Regions from separate parts of the Mus musculus genome. Here regions 1, 3 and 4 are each linked to region 2. The links are chromatin contacts, called in public Hi-C and promoter capture Hi-C maps. All regions are on one chromosome and are shown on one strand. Each heading gives the region's core, a stretch centred on a gene start, on an enhancer-like site or on the middle of the called end of the contact. The rest is flanking DNA. Distances are from core to core; before and after follow the strand shown. Region 1 has its middle 57 kb from the start of Cyp2d40. Region 2 has its middle 16 kb from the start of Cyp2d10. Region 3 has its middle 16 kb from the start of Cyp2d40. Region 4 holds the start of Cyp2d26 (cytochrome P450, family 2, subfamily d, polypeptide 26).

The links. Promoter capture Hi-C pulls out the DNA fragments that hold promoters and counts their contacts. Hi-C and Micro-C count contacts between places; a contact is called where the count stands out from the background.
Region 1: a contact with region 2 is called in a Hi-C map of liver, with 2.5 times the contacts expected there. The contact joins two enhancer-like sites. A contact is called at or near these places in 2 of 39 promoter capture datasets (cranial neural crest and neural stem cells), 1 of 484 Hi-C or Micro-C datasets (liver) and 1 of 115 datasets of contacts at active chromatin or transcription factors (kidney).
Region 3: a Hi-C map of liver shows a contact between it and region 2, with 3 times the contacts expected there. The contact joins two enhancer-like sites. A contact is called at or near these places in 2 of 484 Hi-C or Micro-C datasets (liver and nephron progenitors).
Region 4: a contact with region 2 is called in a promoter capture Hi-C map of liver, with 3 times the contacts expected there. The contact joins the promoter of Cyp2d26 here to the enhancer-like site in region 2. A contact is called at or near these places in 21 of 39 promoter capture datasets (the 3T3-L1 cell line, 3T3-L1-derived adipocytes, the C10 cell line and 12 more), 4 of 484 Hi-C or Micro-C datasets (the G1E-ER4 cell line, liver, myocytes and 1 more) and 2 of 9 other capture datasets (adipose tissue and embryonic stem cells).

Annotation. Positions count from the first base shown.
Region 1 is chr15:82,705,715-82,708,958 of GRCm38.p6, reverse strand. It overlaps the pseudogene Cyp2d38-ps. Among named protein-coding and RNA genes, the nearest start is that of Cyp2d40, 57 kb to the left of the region's middle. Within about 2 kb of position 1,493, at least 2 of the 459 cell types and tissues checked have an H3K27ac peak or open chromatin away from gene starts, as enhancers often do. A contact at or near this core is called in liver, where this site is marked.
Region 2 is chr15:82,421,160-82,424,587 of GRCm38.p6, reverse strand. It overlaps the pseudogene Gm19267. Among named protein-coding and RNA genes, the nearest start is that of Cyp2d10, 16 kb to the right of the region's middle. Within about 2 kb of position 1,472, at least 3 of the 459 cell types and tissues checked have an H3K27ac peak or open chromatin away from gene starts, as enhancers often do. A contact at or near this core is called in liver, where this site is marked.
Region 3 is chr15:82,746,362-82,749,744 of GRCm38.p6, reverse strand. No RefSeq gene overlaps it. Among named protein-coding and RNA genes, the nearest start is that of Cyp2d40, 16 kb to the left of the region's middle. Within about 2 kb of position 2,079, at least 3 of the 459 cell types and tissues checked have an H3K27ac peak or open chromatin away from gene starts, as enhancers often do. A contact at or near this core is called in liver, where this site is marked.
Region 4 is chr15:82,792,573-82,795,617 of GRCm38.p6, reverse strand. It overlaps Cyp2d26 (cytochrome P450, family 2, subfamily d, polypeptide 26), which reads left to right and starts at 1,373. Exons shown (of 9, transcript NM_029562.2): 1 at 1,373-1,633; 2 at 2,321-2,492; 3 at 2,758-2,910; 4 at 2,989-3,045. The coding sequence starts at 1,445.

The DNA.
Region 1 (3,244 bases), core at 244-2,743, 280 kb before region 2:
AGGAAACCCATTAAACAGACAGCGTATGCATCCCTCACCTGTCTATGCACTTACCTCACAAGGCCTCACTTACCTGATGTAGAAACAAATCAGCTTGATTCAGCCCATCTTCCACTGTGACCAGCACCCAGTAAGTATTGCTGCTTCTCTTTGATAATTTCATGTATGACACAGACAGGTAGAGATAAGAGGCTGAACATCTTGTCCTAGCACTGGCATGCAGGTTTAATCATCAGGCACCAGAAGTTGCGCTGAAAGGGTCCTGGAGCAAACCGGGAAGGACCCAGCATCTTGAGTCTTTCAGTGACCTGAGCAAGTTACCTCGCTAATCCCCATTCTGACGATGATCCATGCTGGTGTCCTGCCAACCATGCAGGCTTCCTTTCAGGCCAACTTGGTTCTTGAGAAAGACACTTGTCTCTGTCCTAACCTATGGTACCATTCTAGGGAACTCCTTGGGCAGGGCCAAGAATTGAGGACAGGAAGAGGAAGAAGACATGGAGGCTTCAGACCAGCAGTGAGCATGGAATCACCCACAGGCTCCAGTGACACAAAGGTGGACATTGCAGATGTGACATCTTTGGCAGAGAGGAGGAGACCTATGTGTAGTCTCTGCTGTTGGGCTGCATGGCATGGTCTCTGCTCAGCCTCTGCCTCCATTCTGCCACTCTGAAGGTGCAGCAGAGAGAGCCTGCCTGGATTCCACTGGGACTTCTAAGCCTTTGATCTTCAGAGGTCTGGATCCAACAAGGACAGGGACTGAGCCTTCCCTGACCCTAGTGAATGCTGAGTTGGCATGATCCATGCCCAGCAGTGCCCAGCTGGGCAAACAAGAAGGTTCAGGAGTCATCTTTCTGTTTTCCTCATTGCTGTTGGCTCTGACCATAGGCCTCTGATATGAGAAAATAGCTCCCCTACCTATCCATGTGAAAGACTGTTGCCGGGAGACATTGACCCACCAAGAAACAGAAGGTGAATCAGAGGCAGAGACCAGCATGTGACAAGTCCCTGTACCAACTTGGTGCCCCTCCCAATATTCTCAGATCATTTCTCAGCTCCCTCTGACTGGGTCTGAGAAATCTCGTGTTGTACATTTGGCTCCCTGATCAACTAGATGACCACACACCTGTACTGAATATGGCACATGCTCCAGTTGCCTTCCCCCACTGGCCATCACTTAACCCACAGGTATATTTCCTACGTTCCGCTATTACCATTCCCTCACCTATAGGAGGAGACAGTTTCCCACTGCTCACAAACCTATAAAAGCCATTGACTGAATGCCAGTCATCCTTCATGCCCTGATAAAAAATGCACTGTGAAAGACTAGGTCTCATTCCTCTCTGAGGCAATGTTCTCAAACTTTGCATACAAGATGTTTGTTTGCACACAATGATCAGATCATCGATCTTGAAGAAGTCTACTGGACATGTTCGACCATGCTCAGCCCAGCATGCCCAGTTCGTGGGAGGGAGTAAATATCACTGTCCCCCCTACCCTTGGCCAAACAAAACAGAGGATTGGAACTGGAGACAGAGGACAAAGGGCAACCCTGGCACTCCTTTATAAGGCTTCAGGATCCAAGCTTGGGGCTTCCTGATCCTAGGTGTTATGTTGAGTGTTGTTCTTTGGTCTCTAGGAACTCTGAGCAGCAGCAGGGCACCTATAGAGCTGCTGACTTGGATTGTCCTGTGGCCATATTCACTGTCATCTTGATATTACTGGTGAACCTGATGCACAGGCTCCAATGCTGGACGTCTCGCTACCCACCGGGCCCCGTGCCATGGCTTGTGCTGGGTAACCTGCTGCAGGCAGACCTACATAACATGACATACAACTTATACAAGGTTAGTAACTTAGTGATGGATGGTAACTGAGTTTATGGTAGTTGTTGCAGCACATTGTGGGAGTTGAGCCACAGGTCAGACAGGAATCTGGGCCCCCTTGCGAGCACAGGCTTAGAAATTTCTTTTGTGGCATGCATTGGGAATTTTTAGGGCAAAAATTTTGTGGGTCAAAGTCCATGAGGTAAAGCAGGATGTGACAACAGGCTTCAGGCTGGTTTGACAGTGTAGCAGTCATAGAGGTCCCAAGTCCCTTTGATCCGGTCAAAGATGAGGCCTTACCATGGTGCAAAGTCTAGTCCACCATGTCAGTCAGGACACTGAGTGGAGAGAGGGCTTGTGGTAGCCTGAACCTCTTGTCTGCTTTGAGCTCTTTGGCCTCACTCCCCATCTCAAAAAACCAGAGATTTTTCATGTGGGATGAAATGCTAAGGGACTCCAAGACAGTTTTCTGGCTCTTGTAAGGCCACTCCTGGTATGTCATATCTACAGTGATTCCTTTGCTGAACTTAAAATATAAGGTGCCACAGTGGTAGGCATCCTCATCCTAGGAATGGAGCTTAGGTAAGATCATCTTCCCAGGATATATGAGAACGAAAGTTCAGTAACAACCAAGACAACCACACACACACACACACACACACACACACACACACACACACACGCACGCACGCACGCACGCACGCACGCACGCACGCACACACACTGGAACCCACATGTGCACACTCCACACCTTGCCCATGTTTGCTAAGTGAGCCTGGTTGCATGACCTTTGGGGACCTCTAATTCCTATGTTCTCTGTCCCTGTACTTCAGCTTCAAAATTGGTGTGGTGATGTGTTCAGCCTGCAGATGATCAGCAAGCCTGTGGTCGTGATCAAGGGACTGAATGCGGTGGGGGAATTTGCTGGTGTCCTGTGGAGAGGGCACTGCTGAGTGGCCTGAAATACCCATCTTTCATCACATAGTCTGTGGGCCCAAAACTAAAGGCAAAACGCTGTGTTGGGAGCAGAGATGGGATCATAACCAGACATGGGAAACTGAGCAGAAGAAGATCAGGGCATAATGCAGGAGGTAATTTAGATAAGATTTTTAAAAAACCACTGAAATCCAATTGGCCCTCCTTATCATGCTCGAGTATGGTAGAGATGTGTTTGGGAGGAATGTGTGAGATTATGGGGGACACTGATCCCAGAAGAGAAGAGAAATGAAGGGGGGAGAGGGCAGCACACCCAGATATTCTTGGTTACACATAGACGTACCTGCAGGTGTGATCCTTGCACCTTAAGGGTGTGAGTGGCGAGAGCAGAGGTTCTGTGTCTATCCTGTGTAACTTCAGCCTGGGCAAGAAATCACTGGAACAGTGTGTGATGGAGAAGGCTGGCCACATCTGTGATGCCT
Region 2 (3,428 bases), core at 223-2,722:
GAACAGCAATGTGGAAGTGTAAGCTGAATAAATCCTTTCCTCCCCAACTGCTTCTTGGTCATGATGTTTGTGCAGGAATAGAAACCCTAAGACACCCTCTGAACCAGTAAGGCAGCCCCAAGTAAATGTTGTTCCTTATATGAGTTGCCTTGGTCATGGTGTCTGTTCACAGCAGTAAAATCCTAAGACACATGTATACTCCCTTCACCAACACAGAAAAACCTACACCATGTTTTGTAGTTTAGTACTATCTTTCATCTTAGAGTGGTCTTAGAACTTGGTGCCATGGAAAAGGGGGACCACTATGGACCACAGTCCTCTGGCCCGAAGAGAAATCTGCCTTACCTATGCCCATGTGGAAGACTATTAACAAGAGAGAATGAATGACCAATAAATGAAGGGTGAATAAGAGACAGAGGCCAAATTGTGACAAGTCCCTGAACCAACTTAGTGGCACCCCTAGATTCTCAGACCATTTTCAGCTTCTATAGACTGGGTATGAGAAATCTCATGTTGTATTTCTTGCCACCTGATCAACTGGATGAGCACAGACCTGTAATGAAGATGGCACATGCTCCAGCTGCCTCACTCACTGGCCTTCACTTACCCACCATTACTCTAATTCTCTTCCCCTATTGCCATTCCCTCTCCATAGTGGCTCCTGCCTCTTTCCCTCAACTGCAGAAAACAGCCTCCCACTGCTCCCACACCCACAGAAGCCATTAATTGGGTGCCAGTCATCCCTCATGTCCTACCAACAAAGTGCTCCATGAAGGACTAGGTCTCATTCCTCTGTGAGGCAATGTTCTCAAGCCCGCCAAAGTTTTGCAAGTTTAGCATACAGGGTGTTTGTTTGCACACAATAATCAGATCATCGATCTTGAAGGAGAGGTCTACTGGTCGTGTACCTACCATGCTCAGGCAAGCATGATCAGCTCCTGGGAGAGACTAAACATCACTGGCCCCTCCCAACACTTGGCCAAACAAAAACAGGATTGTGGCTGGGAGCAGAGGTCAAATGGCAACCTTGGCACTCTTTGATATGGTGACAGTGTCCAGGCTTGGGGCTTCCTGATCCTAGGTGTTATATTAAGTGTTTGTCATTAGTCTGTAAGAAGCCTGGGCAGCAGTGAGGCAGCTATGGAGCTGCTGACTGGGACTAGCTTGTGGCCTGTGGCCATATTGACTGTCATCTTCATATTACTGCAGGACCTGATGCACCAGCAAAAGTGCTGCACTTCTTGCTACCTACCTGGCACTGTGCTATGGACTTTGCAGCGTAACCTGCTGCAGGTGGACCTACATAGCATGCCACACAGCCTGTGCAAGGCGAATGACTTAGTGGTGGTTAGTAACTGAGGTTATCATATCTGTAGCAGCACATAATGGAGGTCAGTCCACAGGTCAGACAGGGATCTGAGCCCCAACAGGAGACAGGCTTAGCAAATTTTGTTGACATCCACTGGAACGTTCTAGAGCAAAGGATTTGAGGATCAAAGTTTAGGAGGTAAATCTGGTTGTGACAACAGGGTTCAGGCTAGTTTGAGCAAGCAGCAGCCAAGTATCAAGTCCCGTATGATGCTGTCAAGGACAAGTCATGGTGCAAAGTCTAGTGCACCATGTCAGTCACAGCACTGAGTGGAGAGAGGGGCTGTGGATGGATGCTTGGATCTCTTTTTGCTGTCCCTATCTGGCAGCACTGCCCATGTCAAGGAACCAGAATTTTTTCATGTGTGATGAAATGCTAAGGGGGCCCAGGACAGTTTTCTGGCTCTTGCCAGGTCACAGCTGGGATGTCAAATCTACTGTGATTCCTTTGATGAACTTAACACATAAGATGCCACGGTAATAGGCATCATCAGGCTGGGGATTTAGCTTGTTAAGAACATTTTCCCAGGATATATGAGAACAACACTGAGCAAGACACTCAGACACACACACACACACACACACACACACACACACACACACACACACACCTGCACAAACATACCTGGGGATGCACAACAGGAGCCAGAGAAATGGTCAGAGGGTAAAGGAGCTTGCCTGGCAAGCATGGTGCTTGAGTTTCATTTCTCAACCCATGTAGTAAGGTGAGAACTAACTGTGTGTGCTTAACCCAAACCTCAACATCATTATTGTGGCCATAGCTCTCCTCACATCATGCATACACAACACACATTGGAGTAATAATGAATATTATTACTAGAAATCTTATTTACTCAGCTCATTAAAGGAAGCAGGAAAGCCAAGCATATTTTATGGCTGTTAAAGGTTCTGAACACATTCCAAATTCTCCTGAGCATCCCAGGGTTGGCTGACAAAGTCTTCCCTGGGTGATTGACATTTCTCACCATTGTGGGTAAGCTGGTGACTGAGCACAAGGGGACCTGGGACCCTGACCAGCTACCTCGTACCCTGACTGATGCCTTTTCGGCTGAGAGGGAGAAGGTGAGAGACTATGGGATGTGGTGTCCATTGTGCTGTGACTAACCCAGTGACACTGAAGTGTAACCACCTGAAGTCACTGGGAGGGTATTATGGGGCATTCCAGTCTCTACAGAGTCTGCTGTCCTGCTGTGTCCTAGGCCAAGGGGAACCTTGAGAGTAGCTTCAATGATGCAAATCTATCTCTGGTTGTCCTTGACCAGTTTGGGACTGGGATTGTGGCGAGTTCAGTCACTCTGACCTGGGGCCTTCTACTCACAATCCTGAATCCGGACGTGCAGCGTAAGCCTGACTGGGGCTAGAATGAAAGGAGGAAGAGGGTAGAGGCACACTCCTTAAGATTCCTTGGGACACTTGCAACTCCCAGCAATAGTTTAAGCCAGACTCTAGTAAGGACGATGGCCATATATCTCCCATGGACTCAGCCTTTATCAGAGAGGTAGTGGAGAGACAAAGGAAACCCCCTAGGGCTCCTTAGCTGAAGTCATTCTGTCCTTCCAGAAAGAATGCAACAGGAAATTGACAAGGTCATAGAGCATGTGTGGTGAACAGAGATGGTACACCAGGCCTACATGCCCTACACCAATGCTGCCATACATGAGGTTCAGCGCTATAAAGACATTATCCCAATACCTTTGCCACACAGGACTTCTAGTGATGTTGAAATGCAGGACTTCCTTATCACTAAGGTAGGCTTGAAACCCTCCAAATTCTCGTTAGTGTTGCCAGCTAGCTAGAGGTGTGAGCTGCCCAGCTAAGGAGGACTGAAATTTAGACAACCCGATTCTCAATTCCACAGCACCAACTTCCCCTGGGTAGGTATGGGAATAGAAACAAGGGCAAGAACTGTATACTAGGAACTCCATCTAGAAAAGCAAACAAGGTAAAATATGGCAGGAGTGGTTGTAATAGCCACAACCTACAAATACAGGTGACAATGAGTGTATATCTGTCACTTATTATATCCCTGTATTAGTGAG
Region 3 (3,383 bases), core at 830-3,329, 320 kb before region 2:
ATCTTGGAAGAGACTTTGAAATTTAGACTTGTAACATTGTGATACTATGACTATGGGGAACCTTTGAAGTAAGCCTAATGTATCTTGCATTGTGCGATGTTTAGGTATGGCCCCGGTAGGCTCATTTGATGGAAAAAGCTTGTGGGGTTTAGGGAGTGAAATGTTATGGTTTTTATATGCATAGACCAGGAAATGGCACTATTAAAAGGTGTGGCCCTGTTAGACTAGGTATGTCACTGTGGGTGTGGGCATTAAGACCCTCACACTAGCTGACTGGGAGCCAGTAGTCTTCTAGGAGCCTTATGATAAAGATGTAGAACTCTCAGGTCTACCTGCAGCATGCCTGCCCAGACACTCCCATGTTCCCCTCTTAATGATAATGGACTACACCTCTGAACGTGTAAGGTAGCCCCAATTAAACATTATTCCTTATAAGAGTTGCCTTGGTCACGGTGTCTGTTCACAGCAGTAAAACCCTACCTAAGTCACATGTTCCTTTAGCCCCATAGGAAAAGCTACAGCATACTTTGAGGTTCAGTTCTATTAGTCATCTTAGAGTGGTCTTGGAGCATGGTACCATGGAAAAGAAGACCACTACTGTACCTTTTTTGTTTGCCACTCTGTCATTGGACACCTTTGAACCATGTAGCTGTGGGCATAGATATCCAATGACCCTTCTGGGAGCCTCCTTTTCCTTCTGTATGCATTCTCTCTTTTTTGTTTTTTGTTTTTCCAGACAGGGTTTCTGTGTATAGCCCTGGCTGTCCTCGAACTCAGAAATCCACCTGCCTCTGCCTCCCAAGTTCTGGGATTAAAGGCATGTGCCACCACGCCCGGCTCTGTATGCATTCTCAAAGGGGAACTCCTGGCTGATATCATTAGTAGTTTGGTTGAGGAATTCCTGTATTGTTATCCTCAGTGTCAATTGACAGTCTATGAAGAATGCAAAAGGCTCTGCAAGCTCTGCCCCTTGGAAGCCTGTGTTTCCAGAGCTGTTTTCATCTAACCACAAAGTGAGGTAATAGCATTCTTATCCTAATAATAAATGGCAGTGAGCATTGCTTATATGCTTGCTACAGATACCTGATATATGATTTTATTTCTGACTCTTACTGTCTTGTTTGACCTCTGGTTTGGCATTGTTTTCTTCCTCCCGTGGTTTGTTTGTTTTCCTCTTTTGACATTAATCCTTTTAAAGAATATTTGGTATTTTTTTCATCTAGGTGTGTGTGGGTGTGTGTTCCATGTGTGTTTGCTGAGGTAAGAGGGAATTTGTTAACCATAAGGAATTAGAGCAATCCTTCTACTATGTGGCTCCAAAAGCAAAAGCCCAGAATGTTGGGCTGAGTTGCAGCCTGTTTACCCAGCAGCTAGGAAGTAACCTTTGACATGAACGTTTTTACCTATTACAAAAACCCAGTTTGGCTTTAGTTTTTTGATGCTTGGGCCAATCAGACTATGTTCATAATGACCAGAATTCTATTTGGATCTGAGAACAGTTTTTACAAACCCCAACTACTTCTTCAGCATGGGAGGTGGAAATGGAGGTTGGTGCAGTGTCATGATCCTGCTCAGCAGTTCTCTTTGTGTACATTTTAGAAATACACAAAATACTCCTCCCAGAATTGCCTATGAGGTTGATTCTGAATACTTCCATTTTGTTTTATACCAAGTGAATTATCTGAAGCATTGATCCTTGGTTTGAGATTTCATAGGTAATAGACCATGGTAATGGACCACAGTCTTACTGTGGCCTCAAACCATGAGGGATACAGTATCCATTCTGAGATGAAATCCTAACCAACACTAGCCAACCTGGCCATCCTTTGGACAAACTAAGCTTTCCCAAGTCTTCATGCAAGAGTCACAATCATCCTACTGAGTAACTTCCTACTTCTGAGAATGCTTAGGAGAAGAAAGAAGACCTAGAGATGGCTCTTAAACTCACTTTGGTCATCATTTCAGTGAAACGAGACAGATCAAAGGCAAGAAAGGGAAACAAACAGTGCACAGGACAGAGTCCAGGAGAGATGTGCCCAGGATCCATCTGTCCTCTTCCAGAGAGTCCAAAGGACAGCAATCAATTATCTGTACACATGACTGCAGAGAATTACAAACCTGGGAGACCCACTGACTACAATATCCAGAACTCAGCATCCTGTTGTGGACATGCCACACCTGTGCTACTGCTATGAATATCCAAACCCCAGGACCCCTAAAGTCACATGACCCTGACAGACCACAGTTGTTCACATGGGTGAGAGGTCATGGACAGAGGCTGAAGGGGAATGAACAGTGCCATCAGGAAGAAGGTAGGCAGAGCATCCAGGTCCTCTCCCAAGAGCAGGAGACAAGAGAGGAAACCCATTACAGCATACAGTATGTTAGATCCCTCTCCTGTCTATGCTCTTACCTCACTAGAGCTCACTTACTTCATGCAGGAAAATACAGCCTGAGTCAACCCATACTGCACTGGGGCCAGCACACAGTCATCACCTCTGCTTCTCTTTGCTAATGTCATAGATGACACAGACATGTAGAGATGAGAGGCTGAACATGTTGTCCCAGCACTGACATGCAGGTGTAAGCATCAGTCACCAGAACATACAATGAAAGGGTCCTGGAGGAAATCAGGAGGAACCCAGCAGCCTGAGTCTGTCAGTGACCTCAGCAAGTTTTCTCCCTAGTCGCCTTTCTGGCCATGATGCATGCTGGTGTCCTGACTGCCATGCAGTTCTCCTTTCAGGCCAAATTGGGACCTGAGAAAGACACTTCTCTGTCCCAAGCTATGTTGCCATTCTAGGGAACTACTCTGGACAGGGGCAAGAATCATGGACAGGAAGTGGGAGCAGGATTAGAGGCTTCAGGACAGCAATAAACATGGAGTCATCCACAGGCTCCATTGCCACAGAGGTGGTCAGTGCAGGGGAGGCATGATCAGCAAAGAGGAGGGGGACCCATGTGTAGTTCGTGCTGTGGGGCTGCATGGTGTGGTCTTAGCTCAGCCCTTGCCTCCTTTCTGCCACACTGAAGGTGCAGCATAGAGAGTCTGACTGAATTCCAATAGGACTTTTCAGCCTGTGATCTTCAGAGGTCTGGATCCAACAAGAACAGGGACTGAGCCTTTGCTAAACCTAGTGAATGGTGAGCTGGCACGTGCTGTGGCACAGCAGTGCCCAGCACACAAGCACAATCTGTTGGAAGATTCAGGAGTCATCTTTTTGTTTTCCTCAAAGCAACTCAGACTGACCACAGGCTTCTGGACTGAAGAGAAATCTGCCTTACCTATGTCCTTGTGGAAGATTTTTGCAGGAGAGATCGAACCACCAAGAACCAAAGGATGAATAAGAGACAGAGGCCAGCATGTGACAAGAACCTGGCCC
Region 4 (3,045 bases), core at 124-2,623, 370 kb before region 2:
ATAACTCAGCTGGGCAGGGCCAAAAGGAATAGGCAGGAACATGCATCGAGACGGGTGTGGGTGTGGGTGTGGGGAGGGACCCTTTACCCCACCCAGCCCACAGACCTCTGGCACAAGGTCTGCTTTACCTATATCCATGTAGAAGACTGTCAGGGGAACAACTGACCCACCAAGAAACCAAGGGTGAAAAAGAGACAGAGGCCACCATGTGATAAGTACTTGGTCCAACCTACAGGCCTCTGGGACTCTCAACAACTGTTGACAGTTTCTCAGCTTTCTCAGATCTGACCTAAGATGCTTCCAGGTTCTGAGTCTGGCCTCTCCAATCAACCCAGTAAGTAACCTCAAAGCTGAACACAAGACTCCAGGAGCTGCAGCCCCCTTCTTCCCACTGCCTCTCATCACAAAAACCAGACAGTGGCACTTGCTGTCATAGCCGGGTGCTGTGTCTTGCAGTACCTGCAAGTTACTTGTGTCCTAACAATAATGTGCTCCTTGAGCCTCCAGGATGGTCTTACCCCCCATCCCCCCATGTTTGGCAGTATTCACAAATATCTCAAAAACACCGCCCATGTAACACGAGGAAGACATCTCTCCATCCCTCTTAAGATGATTGTTAGCACAGGGCTTGACCTAACAAAAAGCCAAGAGTGAATAAAATTAGATAGTGGTCCCCATGTGACAACTACATGGACATCTAGCTGGCCTCCCCAGAATTCTATTGACAGTTGGTGACAGCCTTTCAGCTTTCTCGGGTGAGAGCTAAGAAGTCCCCAGGTTTTGAATTTGGCCTTCCTTGAGAGTTGAATGACCTCCTACCTGTGCTCAAGGCTCCACAGGCTGGAGCCTCCTTCCTTACACTGCCTCTCCCTCACCCTCATCTGCTAGCCACATAAGCCACTTCAGTGGCCATTGCTGCATAGTGATAGTGCCCACTGATAGTGTCAGTCAGACCTCATATCCTACTAGCCAAGTGTTCCCTGAAGCCTCCAAAAGGCCTTGTTCCATTCTGAGACAATGTCTTCGGTCCCCTCGGATCTCTGGTCATGTGGCAAATTAGTCTATGACCGTTGCACCCTGAGGCAGGGTCCATGGCTACGTGCCCGCTGTGCTTACAGTGTCCAACCCAATATAACCACTATGCAATTCTCTGTGGAGCTATCAGTGCCACTCCCCTGGATAAGCACCACAGGAAAGAAGAAAGGGCAGGAACCTCTGATGTTGACTTTCCCTTGATTTTTCTGACACCCCCTTCCCCCATATAGGCTCTGTTTGAACATTAATTAACACAGCTACTTGGCTCAAGGCAGAGAACAAAGTGCAGCCTTCCCCTCCTCCCTCTTTATAAGGGACCAGGTTCCCAGTCCATCATAAGAGGATCTTTCCTGATTCTAAGTTTCTGGAACGAGTATTCCTTCAAAAGCCTGGAAGCAGTAGGGCAGCCATGGGGCTGCTGGTTGGAGATGACTTATGGGCTGTGGTCATATTCACAGCCATCTTCCTGCTTCTGGTGGACCTGGTGCACCGGCGCCAGCGCTGGACTGCCTGCTACCCACCAGGCCCTGTGCCATTCCCTGGGCTGGGAAACCTGCTGCAGGTGGACTTCGAGAACATACCATACAGCTTTTACAAGGTGAGAGAGGTGGTGGTGGAGGACAGAAGAAGTCAGAGTGACCCAGGCAGCACGTGGAGGTGTTGAAGCCACTGGAAAGACAGGAAGATGGCCCCCAAGAGAAAAAAAGAGTTGTTGGGAAAACAAAGTGGAGTGTGTGTGTGTGTGTGTGTGTGTGTGTGTGTGTGTGTGTAATAGTCTCTTCCTGTTGTGTGGTCTCAGGCCTCGCTGCCTATCTTAGGAACCTGAATTTTTTCTTGTATGGTGGAGTATGAAGGGACCCAAGGATCTTGTTCAGGCTGAGTCACAGCTGAATGATAATATTTGCTGTGAGGTCTTTGTTAAATTGAGAAGATATGGTTGCCAAGCAACAAGGTGCCCCAACCATAGGCTAGGGATGTAGGCCTGTGATAGAGCATTTGCCCAGCATATGTCAGGAACAAGGTTCAATAAGTTCTATATATGTGTATGTACAGACACAGACACAGACACAGACACAGACACAGACACAGACACAGACACAGACACAGACACAGACACACACACACACACACACACACACACACACACACACACACAGAGAGAGAGAGAGAGAGAGAGAGAGAGAGAGAGAGAGAGAGAGAGAGAGAAGCAGAGACTTGTATGAAGAGTATTGATCTTCCACTCTGCTGGAAACCTCTACTTCCTATGTGCTCTGTCCTATTTCAGCTTCAAAACCGCTATGGCAATGTGTTCAGCCTACAGATGGCCTGGAAGCCCGTGGTTGTGGTCAACGGACTGAAGGCAGTGCGGGAACTGCTGGTGACCTATGGAGAGGACACTTCTGACCGCCCCCTAATGCCCATCTATAATCACATAGGCTATGGGCACAAATCAAAAGGCAAAGCTCTATAGTGGGGGCAAGGCAGGGAGAGTAGGGCTTGAGAGGGGTGAGCAGAAGATAGACAGACCTAATGGAGATGATGTGGTCCGGCAAGGCAAGGGAAAAACACTGGGGTGGAGGGTGGAGCCTAAGGAATGCAAGGTGCCAATATGTGCTAGAAAAGTGCTGGGCACTGACTGCTAAGACTGACCACAGAGAAATGTTGGGAACAGAAGAGACCACATAGCTAGGTGCCCTCAGTTACACACAGATATGTCTGCAGGTGTGATCCTTGCACCTTACGGGCCCGAGTGGCGAGAGCAGCGGCGATTTTCTGTGTCTACCCTGCGTGACTTCGGCCTGGGCAAGAAATCACTGGAGCAGTGGGTGACAGAGGAGGCTGGCCACCTCTGCGATGCTTTCACCAAGGAGGCCGGTGGGTGATGTTAGAGATGGAGAGTGTGAGCAGGGACTGAAGAGCACTATCATGACTTGCTTGCATCTCCAATCCTAGAACATCCCTTCAATCCCAGCCCCCTCCTAAGTAAAGCTGTGAGCAACGTGATCGCCT